Regions from separate parts of the Mus musculus genome. Here all the other regions are linked to region 3. The links are chromatin contacts, called in public Hi-C maps. All regions are on one chromosome and are shown on one strand. The core of a region is the stretch at or near the end of the contact, and the rest is flanking DNA. Distances in the headings are between cores, read along the strand shown. Region 1 overlaps Smarca4 (SWI/SNF related, matrix associated, actin dependent regulator of chromatin, subfamily a, member 4). Region 2 overlaps Smarca4 (SWI/SNF related, matrix associated, actin dependent regulator of chromatin, subfamily a, member 4). Region 3 holds the start of Angptl8 (angiopoietin-like 8).

What was found. Hi-C and Micro-C count contacts between places; a contact is called where the count stands out from the background.
Region 1: a contact with region 3 is called in a Hi-C map of liver, with 2.0 times the contacts expected there. The contact joins the enhancer-like site here to the promoter of Angptl8 in region 3. A contact is called at or near these places in 9 of 39 promoter capture datasets (HPC-7-derived erythroid cells, the SN4741 cell line, embryonic stem cells and 3 more), 4 of 484 Hi-C or Micro-C datasets (bone marrow-derived macrophages, embryonic stem cells and liver), 3 of 115 datasets of contacts at active chromatin or transcription factors (acute myeloid leukemia, double positive thymocytes and embryonic stem cells) and 5 of 9 other capture datasets (adipose tissue, embryonic stem cells, liver and 2 more).
Region 2: a contact with region 3 is called in a Hi-C map of liver, with 1.9 times the contacts expected there. The contact joins the enhancer-like site here to the promoter of Angptl8 in region 3. A contact is called at or near these places in 4 of 39 promoter capture datasets (the 3T3-L1 cell line, embryonic stem cells and hippocampal neurons), 8 of 484 Hi-C or Micro-C datasets (B cells, bone marrow-derived macrophages, embryonic fibroblasts and 4 more), 1 of 115 datasets of contacts at active chromatin or transcription factors (embryonic stem cells) and 3 of 9 other capture datasets (adipose tissue, embryonic stem cells and liver).

The regions. Positions count from the first base shown.
Region 1 is chr9:21,688,337-21,691,636 of GRCm38.p6, reverse strand. All of the region lies in intron 29 of Smarca4 (SWI/SNF related, matrix associated, actin dependent regulator of chromatin, subfamily a, member 4), which reads right to left. Among named protein-coding and RNA genes, the nearest start is that of Gm26511, 33 kb to the left of the region's middle. Within about 2 kb of position 1,431, at least 9 of the 459 cell types and tissues checked have an H3K27ac peak or open chromatin away from gene starts, as enhancers often do. A contact at or near this core is called in liver, where this site is marked.
Region 2 is chr9:21,646,535-21,650,172 of GRCm38.p6, reverse strand. Smarca4 (SWI/SNF related, matrix associated, actin dependent regulator of chromatin, subfamily a, member 4) reads right to left here. Exons shown (of 34, transcript NM_001174078.1): 12 at 2,692-2,822; 13 at 2,498-2,555. Among named protein-coding and RNA genes, the nearest start is that of Smarca4, 32 kb to the right of the region's middle. Within about 2 kb of position 2,387, at least 10 of the 459 cell types and tissues checked have an H3K27ac peak or open chromatin away from gene starts, as enhancers often do. A contact at or near this core is called in liver, where this site is marked.
Region 3 is chr9:21,834,084-21,837,308 of GRCm38.p6, reverse strand. It overlaps Angptl8 (angiopoietin-like 8), which reads right to left and starts at 1,799. Exons shown (of 4, transcript NM_001080940.1): 1 at 1,495-1,799; 2 at 1,232-1,393; 3 at 357-466; 4 at 1-249. The coding sequence starts at 1,791. The coding sequence ends at 222. All of the region lies in intron 14 of Dock6 (dedicator of cytokinesis 6), which reads left to right.

The sequences.
Region 1 (3,300 bases), core at 182-2,681, 150 kb after region 3:
CATTACAGATGGTTGTGAGCCACCATGCGGTTGCTGGAAATTGAACTCAGGACCTCTGGAAGACCACTCAATGCTCTTAACCTCTGAGCCATGTCTGTAGACCTCACTCTTAACGTTCATCCATGTTTTGATTTCAAAGTTAAGACCTTGTGTTCCCCACCTCACTTCTCTGATGGGCCTTTGGCTGTTGTGTGCGACAGTGCTGGGGACAGGGCTCAGAGCACACGTGCCAGGCACAGCGTTATTCTTTTTTTTTTTTTCCCCGAGATAGGGTTTCTCTGGCTATCCTGGAACTCACTTTGTAGACCAGGCTGGCCTCTACCTCCCGAGTACTGGGATTAAAGGCGTGCGCCACCAAGCCTGGCTGGCGTTATTCTTGCTCTAGCAGCTCTCTAACATGGATGGAGCCTGAGACAGCAAGGAGAACAGAGTAGCTCCACTACAGGTAGCTAGGTAGTCAGGACCCTTACAGATCCCCGTGAGTTCCAGGCCAGCCTGGTCTACAGAATGAAGTCCAGGACAGCTAGGTCTATGCTGAGAAACCCTGTGGAGTAGGGTAGGGAGGAGCGAAGCACTGTGGTAATTCAGGTCCTTCAGGTTCCATTTTTAACTAGGCTCACTGCATATCTGAGTAGAGGGCTTTAGGAAGGAATCTGAAAAGATCCCAATCTGTAACCCCAATGCTCAGAAGGCTGAAGCAATTGGATTTCCTTAAAGTTGAGGCCAGCTTCGGCTATAAATAAAGCAAGTGCTTGCCTAAAAAACAATAAAGAGGTTAAGAGTACTGTCTGCTCTTCTAGAGGTCCTGAGTTCAATCCCCAGTAACCACAAGGTAGCTCATTACCATCTATAACGTGATCTGGTACTCTCTTCTGGCCTGCAGGACTATATACAGGAAGAGGACTATATACGTAATAAATAAGTCTTTAAAAAACAAATCAAAACAAAAACAAAACCCAACCAACCAACAACCCAAAAGGTTCAAACGTTTTCCTGAATATTTCATTTGATGGCTCAGAGTGCTCTGGCGGAAGACAGGTTCAAAGCACCTACATGGTGGCTCACAAGCATCTCTATATAACTCCAGTTCTTCTGCTCTCTGCCACCAGGCACACACAAGCTACAACACTCACATACATTAAAAGAGTAAAAAAAAATAAAAGTTTGATGTTTGTTAAGGCTGCATAGTGAGCTCTTGTCTAAAATAAGAAGTAAAACTGCAGTTTGATGCTACGGTGTTATTTCCCCCTCTTTTCTCTAGCACAGCCTGACAGAGGGTAAGGGTCATTGGACCTGACTTTGAATGCTGCCAGCCATGCCAGAGGCCAGTGCTGACTCAGAACCTTCTGGATGACAGGCATGTCATACACAATCTGTGGCCTCCGTCCTTGGGTGCTGCAAAGTGACCTCTGAGCCCTTGAAATGCCTTTCTGGGCAGGAGGTAGGGCTGTGATTTAAGCTGGTAAGTCTGGATCAGGCTGACCAGCAGAGGTAGTGGATACAGAGGTCAGTCATGTGAATGGCCAGATGTGAACACACAACCAAGTCCCAACAAAACCCCTGGGTGTCCAGGCATCCCTGAGGCTGGTGAGATGTCTCAGCGGTCAACACTGCTCTTCTGAAGGTCCTGAGTTCAAATTCCAGCAACCACATGGTGGCTCACAACCCTCCGTAATGAGATCTGATGCCCTCTTCTGGTGTGTCTAAAGACAGCTAAAGTGTACTTACATATAATAATAAATAAATCTTTGGGCCAGAGGGAGCAGAGGTTTTGAGTTCAATTCCCAGCAACCACATGATGGCTCACAATCATCTGTACAGCTACAGTGTATTCATATGCATTAAATAAATAAATAAATAAATCTTAAAAAAAAAAAGTTCCATTTATTACCAGAATTGTGGCTGTTCTGTTAGCTACTTCCCTTGGCCATTTTCATCTCCGCCTTTCTACCAGACTTTGCCTAAGCTCACAATGTACAGCCTAACAGCTTGTCTTGTCTTCCTAGGAGCAAGTTTAATTAAGTAAGTGTCAAAAGTACACACAAAATGAGCCACTGCTGTACCTAAACATAATTTTTGAAAATTTATTGAAAGAAAGAACGAACGAACGAACAAGAGAGTTTAACCGAGTAAGGTAGGTGGTATCTGACCAGAAAAATGAGGCAAGGCTGTCTTTCCTCAGGTGACACGTGATTGGGGCTATGAGGAATCCATGCTAGGGTGATGGGACCTGCTTCCAACGAAACCAGAGCTCACCGCCACCCTCAGACTCAGAGGCTTCCGGTGACGATCCTTTAATCCTTCCCTCTGTGGAGCCTAGATTCCTTGATACTGTCCACTCTAGTTAAACTCACACAGAAACCAAGTATCAAGCCCCAAGACCTCTTGTCCCCAGGGTCCTATATGCACACTGTCACTGCCTCACTAGGTGTGCAGCATTTAGGTTTCACTTAAAAAAAAAAAAAAAATAGGCTGAGCCCTGCAACAGAGCCATCTTGACAAACCAACTCTAAGAGAGTCTTCACCTTACCAACTGCACTACGATCACATTTTCTGTTCTCTGGAGACTGTCCTGTTCTACTGCTGGGTGAGTCACCTTTCACACCATGGAAGTGACATGAGGTGAAGGAAGCATTTTCAGTACGGTACAGAATGGAAGAAACTGAGGCCTTGGCACTTGGTTCTTTCATATGGATTGCTCCAGATACATTAAAATCCAGCGAAGTGCACACACTGTCAGTGACCTTACTACTGTCATGCTCACATCTAGAAATAAAGGTTCAACATTCATAGCTATCCAGAGTCCCTCTGGGGCAGATCACCACTCAGGCTCACTTGGAGGGTTCTGCTGCTTACTGTCTAGCACAGTGGATCAATCCCGGACTTCGCCCACGCTTGAAGTACACAGAGCTTTGTAGATAACGGCCCTCTAGACAGCAGCAGTATCTGTGCCCACAGCTCTCAGACAGAGGCTATTATAGTTGTCAAAGCTTCATGCCCCGTCGATGCTTCCTGTCTAGAAGACTGAAACCCTGCTGCTATGGACAAGGGTTGGGCTCTTGGGACAGAACAACTAACACAGAGGAGTTGAGCTTAGCTCAGAGGATGAGGTTTAGTTGCTTCAAGATCTTGGCCTCAACTGCCAAAATTTTGGATCTTTTGGATGTCTCTCAATTCTTTCATTAAAAAAAGATCAATTTGACGGCTCAGTATTTTTAAAACAGTACTTATTGTGTGTATATGTGGGAGCTTATACCATAAGCACATACATGGACATCAGAAGACAACTTGTCAATTCTT
Region 2 (3,638 bases), core at 1,138-3,637, 190 kb after region 3:
TCAAAACCCACGTTTATGAAATGTAGCCAAGGGTGAATAGGGATAAACATATAGGTGTAGGGCTGAGGAGATGGCTCCTCCGTTAAGAGCACATAATGCTCTTCCAAAGGATGTGAGTACAAATCCCTGTATGCACGGTGGGAGCTCACAACTGCCTGCACTACAGTTTCAAGGGATCCAATACCCTATTCTGGCTCCTGCTGACAGCAGCAGACACAAGACATACACCCATGAATAAAATCAGTAAGTCTAAAACCAAAATCATATAAGTTTAAACACTATTTACATCCAAAACCAAAAGCCTTACTTCAATAATTTAAGCCTAGATCAGCCAACGAAGTGAGACAAATCACTAAATTACCAAAATCAAGAGTACACGAACAATCACTCTGACCCTACAAAATGATAAAGGCAGTAAGAAACCATTAATCACATGCTGGAAGCTGGGGAGACAGCTACGTGAGTGAACCACTTGCACACAAGTGTGAGGACCTGAGTTCAATCCCCAGACACAACATAATGCCAGATGCAGTACTGCATGTCTATAATCCCAATGCTCCTATGGTGAGATGGGAGGGCAGAGAAAGAAGGATCCCTAGAAACATGTGGGCCAGCTCACCTGTAGTACACAGCAGTAAAGAGAGCTCCAGGCTCTAGGTAGAGGTGAGGATGGACATCTCAGGCTGTCCCCTGACTTCTACATACACACTGTTGTGTGCCTACACTTATATATTTACAGGTAACACACACACACACACACACACACACACACAAAGAGTGAGAAACCAAGCATACTGGGAGAAGATATTTGCAAATTATACACTGGGTCAGAGATGTGTGTCTAGAATAAGTAAGGGCTGAGAGCTCATTAGGACGGCAGCCCAGTTAAGACCAGACTTGAGCAGACTTCCATTGAGGAAGATGGCTGGATGGCGCACATGTGCACATGAAGATGCTTAACATCACTGCGTACTAGGGCAATGCAAATGAAAACCAAATGAGATGCCACCACACACCCACTAAAATGGCCATAAGCAAAAGGACAGACAATACCAAGTGTTGGTGAGGACATGGAAAAACTGGAACCTGTGAAATGGTACAGCCACTTTGGAGAACAGTTGGGCAGTCTTAGAAAGTAAACATAAACTTACCACGTGACCCAGCAAATCCACGCCTAGGCATCTACCCAAGAAAAATGAAAACATATGTCCACACAAACCATGTTTTCAAATGTTCACAACGTAATTATTCATAGTAAAAACAGAAATACAAGTGTCAACCGATGGTGGACAGGTAAACAAAATGTGGTATATTTATACAATGGAACACAATGCAGCAATAAAAAGATCAAGTTCTTACAACACACACAACACATGATGAACCTCGGTAACATGCCAACACACTGGTGCTCCGACTCCATTTGCAGCAAGTCTACAAATGGCTAATCTGGAGATGGAAAGCAGAGTGGTGAGCTCTGTGGGGTGCGTGGCTGTAATCCTAGTACTCGTGAGACTCAAGTTAGAGGATACTAAGTCGAAGCTAGCCTGGGCTATACAGGAAGACTCATCCAACAAGAAATAAAAAACAAACAAACAAACAAACAAAAACGGTTCTGTGGCTTGCTGGGCATAAAGGGAAGGGAGAGCAGACAGCCACAGACAGCTTAAAGGTTGCTTTCTAATTGGTGTGAGGAGCTGATCCGCAGTTCCATATGTTAACTAAGAAATAATTGAACTTTCCAGTTTATGTAAATTAGATCTCAATGAAGCTGTTTACATTAGAACACAATATTCTCTACAGGGCATGGTAGTAACAGGTATAACTAACTCTAGCATTCAGAAAGGCAGGAGGATGCATGTCTGAGCTTCAAGCCAGAATGTGCAAAAAATAGCAAGACCCTGTCTGAAACAAAAAAACAAACAAACAGCTTAGATATATACATATGCACCTAAAACTGACTCTTATGTAGGCAGGTGGCCCTCAAGACTCCAGTAGACATAAAAACCACAAGTCCTCTTTCTAACACAGCAATTCAACAGGGAAGGCTTGAGTAGATGGCATTCCATCGGCCTAATGATGTGGGGAGAAGGGGAACACAAAGCCCAGGGAGAAACAGATGTAGGCAGGAGCCATCAAGAGGCATGAGCAAGAGAACACTGAGGCGAGGCAGCCGCATATATGGGGCACGCACTCATGACTGTTCAATCACAGCACTGATGAATGGGCAAAAGCAGCAGAGCGTTCAGAGGAGTGATGCTGGGTGCTTGAAATGTGGCCAGTGCAACCGAGGAAATGATTAAACTGGATTGCCCTGAATGGAAACAGTCCACAAGTTAGCAAAGCTCTGAAGCACCACTTCCAGGCAAGCCCAGAGCTGTGGCTGCCCCTGCCACACCATGCCCTGCCAGCACACAAGGCACAAGGGCACAGTCCACAGGGTGACATCCACAAACAAGGTGGAAACCCCAACAACAGTTAAAACAAAGTGGTCTCTTACCTCCTCCTCCTCTTCAGAGCCACTTTCTTCACTGTCTGACCTGGGGGCTACTTCATACCTAGGGAACACAGCAGTATTTGGATGCAGCTCTGCCTGCAAGTAGCAGCTTTACTTTCCCTAGAACCTGATCTGGCCCTCAAATGCAAGTACCACTGCCCCAGCCGCAAGTCCCACAAAGGAAGCATTTAACTCACCCTGGGTTCATTTCAAGCCAGGCTTCCAGCTGCCCGGCTTTTGGGGCATCTGTGCCAGTGAGGATCTTGCCACTCTCCACGTGGATCACCTTCACAGGGAGGTCACTCATCTGGCTGGTCTCATCCAGAGGCTGAAAGAAAGTGACTGTCAGGAGCAAAGACTCCCCAGTTCCCACCCCGGGACCCAAATGCAGAGATCACAAGGAGGAGACTGGTCTGAGCTACAGCATCAGAAACCAAGGAGGAGGACAGAAGACGCAGCACATCACTCTGAAGGTAAAAAGGACTGAGGCCTGATAATTTCTCTACCCTAAAATTTGGATTAAAATGCTTGGGATGGGGCTGGTGAGATGGCTCAGTGGGTAAGAGCACCCGACTGCTCTTCTGAAGGTCAGGAGTTCAAATCCCAGCAACCACATGGTGGCTCACAACCATCCGTAACGAGATCTGACGCCCTCTTCTGGAGTGTCTGAGGACAGCTACAGTGTACTTACATATAATAAATAGATAGATAGATAGATAGATAGATAGATAGATAGATAGATAGATAAATCTTTTAAAAAAATGCTCGAATGAGTCTCAGTTATATTTAAAAAAAATTTTTTTGCTTGTATTTCTGTTCACTATATATGTGCCTGGCACCCCAATAGGAACCCCAGAAGAGGGCATGAGATCCCCTAAATCTTGAGTTATAGACAGTTGGGAGCTGCCATGTGCATGCTAGGAATTAAACCCAAGTCCTCTGCAAGACCAGTCAATGCCCTCAACTGCTAAGCCATCTCTGTAGCCCTTCATCTCAATTTTCCACAGACATACAACTCTAAAAAGCGTGTGAGGCCAGGGACAAGCAGAGTGACACTGACACCAGGAACTTAGAAGAGAAACTGCTACAGTGCTGACTCAGCACCATCCCCTAAAGCTTACTTTTGTAAGGTGAGACTGCTGCC
Region 3 (3,225 bases), core at 550-3,049:
CATAAGGGGGCTCGTGTCTTTTTCCAGCCCTCCTCCACAGGGCTCTGTCTTCTGCCTTCCATCCCGCCTGCTTGCTTCTGTCTCCGCTCTGCCAGGAAGCGGGGTGCACTGGCCAGGTCCAGCTGATGGGCAGCCGGCTCTGTCAGCCCTGTTCATGGGCCTGGTGGAGCGCTTCAGTGTTCCTTGCAGCACAACTGGTCCTCGGTGGCATCCAGGTAGTCTCAGGCTGGGAGGGCTGCTGTGTGGAGTCTAGGGAGGGAGGTAGAGCCCCGTCAAGGCCAGTGCTTCGGGGAGGTGCCCTTCAGTGGACCTAGGCAACTTCCACTGCTACCCCAGAGTAATCCCACCAGGCTCACCTCTGCTGGATCTGTCGCAGCCACTGTTGCTGCTCTGCCATCTCCCGCTGCTGTCGCTGCACGTGGCCAGTGAGAGCCCATAAGAGGTGGCTCTGCTTATCAGCTCGAGCCTGTGGGGTAGTATATAAACCTTAGCTGGGAGATCTGGGTCACCTCCCATCTCCTGACCACTGCAAGTTTCTCTGTTACCATCCATGGGGCCCAGCAAATGTCCAAGACCCTCTGGCCTCAGTTTCCCTGTTTGTAAAGTATATCTAAAATGGGACTTGCTCTGTATAGTTTGTAGATGCACATCAAACAATATTGATTGGTTTCTTGATACATAGCACCAGGACTGCGTGGGTCCTGGGAATCCATCTCAGGTCATGGGCTTGGCAGCCTTTACCTGCTGAACTAACTACCTTGTTGGTCCCTTACTCATTCATTCATTTACATATTTTGAGACAGGGCTTCATGTACCCCAAGCTTAACCCGGATGTCTACCTAGCCAGAAATCACCTTGGACTCCACACACACACACACCCACACACACCCACACACACACACACACACACACACACACACACCTGCCTTTATTCCCAGTGCTAGGATTGTTCTTTCTCTTGTTCTCTTTGAGACAAGGTATCACCATGTAGTCAGCTGGCCTAACTTTGTAGCCAAGGCTGCCTTTAACCTTCTATTTCTCCTGCCCCTGCCTCTGGAGTTCTAGAACCACAGCTGTGCCTGCTTCTTGCCCTTACTTGCAAAGGTCACTTCCAGAAGGTCACTGAGGCTGGAACCCCATATACAACTGGAGGGTCCTCTAGCCCAGGATTCAGTGGTGGCCTCTTTCTGAGAAGCAGGCTATACCCCTCTCAGACCTGGGAGTCCCTTACCTTTAAGGTCTCAAATTCTTGGTGGGCTTGACCGAGCCAGGCGCCTCTCAGCTGCACTTGTAGTCTCCGTACAGTGTCCCGCAGAGCCTGCTGGGCCCGGGCCACTTCCCCCAGTGATCGGGCTGTGGCTTCAGCTCGAAGGTGTAAAGCGTCCTCTTCCACCTGCTCAAGGATGGTGTGTCATCAGGGTATGTTTCCTCTGTTCTGGGTTTACCATTTCCTCAGACTCTTACCTGCCACCAACACCCAGCTCCAGTGCTCACCTGAATCTCCGACAGGCTGGTGCGAAGCTCCTGTGTGGCATCCTGGCCCTGCCTGACTTCTGTCCCCAGGAATTCCAGTGCTCTGTCATAGAGGCCCAGGCTGTGCCCAGCTTCTGTCAGGCGAGCCTCTGTGGCTCTGTACACGCCATTGAGGGCCTGGCCTAGCTGCAGGGCCCCGTGAAAGAGCAGGGTCAGCTCTTCATATTGAGCTGGCTCTGGACCACCCAGAGGGGCCACTGGAGCGGGTCGCACTGCTGATGCTAAGGTCCACAGGAGGCAGAGAGCAAGCACAGCCATGGCTGACAGTTTCGTGGGTGTGGTTCCCGGGCCGCTGCGGCTGCCTTTTATTTCCATAGGCTGCCATTGACCCCCCTGGTCAATGGTTAACCGGCCATGGTTGCACAAGGGCCTGGCGGAGGCTCAGCCATTGCATCAGACTGATGGCTAAGCAGGCCATGCTGATATCACGCTGCTAGAACTCAGGGCCAGCTGTGTGTGGGGGTTGGAGGTAGTGGGCAAGCTCAGACCAGAGCTCTCAGCGCCAGTGTCTGTATGAGCATATCACTGCCTTGAGCCTCAGTTTCCCATCTAAGTGTAGAACGTGGCTCCCTTCACATCCAACACAGCAGGCCCAGTATTGCTGGGCCACCCAAAGGGCCATCCAGGGGCTCCAGCCTTGTCTCCTTCCTGCAGACAGCTAATGCAGGGGTCACTGGGTGTGGCCAATAGCTGTGGAGGAGGGGCGAAAAAGTGACATGACAGACATCCTCCTTCTGAGATCATGGAGCCTGACTCCCCGCATGGTTTATGATCTGTGCTAACTTCGATTTAACTTCCTAGAACACACAGGGCAAGTACTGCAACCCATTTTCTCTACCTAGGCGTCCCACAAGTAGTACTAAGCATTTGTTGAACATCCACTTTGCGCACTCAAAGGAACAGCCTTGCTTCCCTTGCAAATAGAACGTTACACTCTGAGGTTGCGGTAGGAGGAACATGAGTTCAAGGCCAGCCTGGGCTACAGAACTAGATCCTCTCTTATGGCAAGAAAACAAGAGCTGAGGTGATGCTCAGAGGTAGAAGGCTTTCGGGGCACTCAGCATTCCATCGCTAGCACCACAGAAAATGGCCGTGAAGTTAGTCATTCGCGATGAGCTTGACACCGAGAGTCACAGGACTCTGTCACAGAGACCCACTCACTGTTCTGTGTGGAGACTCGCTGTTACTGGTTGTTGGTACAGAGCTTCAGAGGCTGAGCTAGCAGGCCAGATGCCTCCATCACACAGCTTAAGGGGGCCTACAGGGTTGGGGCTTGTGCACTTACAGCTGGGGAGAAGAGGCAAGACCAGGTTCCGGTTCTCTTTGTATCTGAAAGACAGACCCTATAGATAACTCCAGGGAGCCAATAAGGTGGTAGTGTGGGCTGCGGGAGGCCAGTCTGCCACCTGGCTACTGGTGGGACCACCTTATGTTTTTAATTATTTATTTATTGTTGGGGGGCAGGGTTGAACAGAGATGTCCAAAGAGGCCAGAGGCATCAGGTCCCCCTGGAGCTGACTGAAGTGGGTGCTGTGAACTGAACTTGGATCCTCTCAAAGAGCAGTGCGTACCCTTAACTGCTGAGCCACTTCTCCAGACCTCTGGCCCTCGGGGGCTGGAGCCAGGGCTCAGGTGGTAGAGTACTTGCCTAGTGTGCACAAAGCCCTGGGTTCCACCCCCAGTACCTGATAT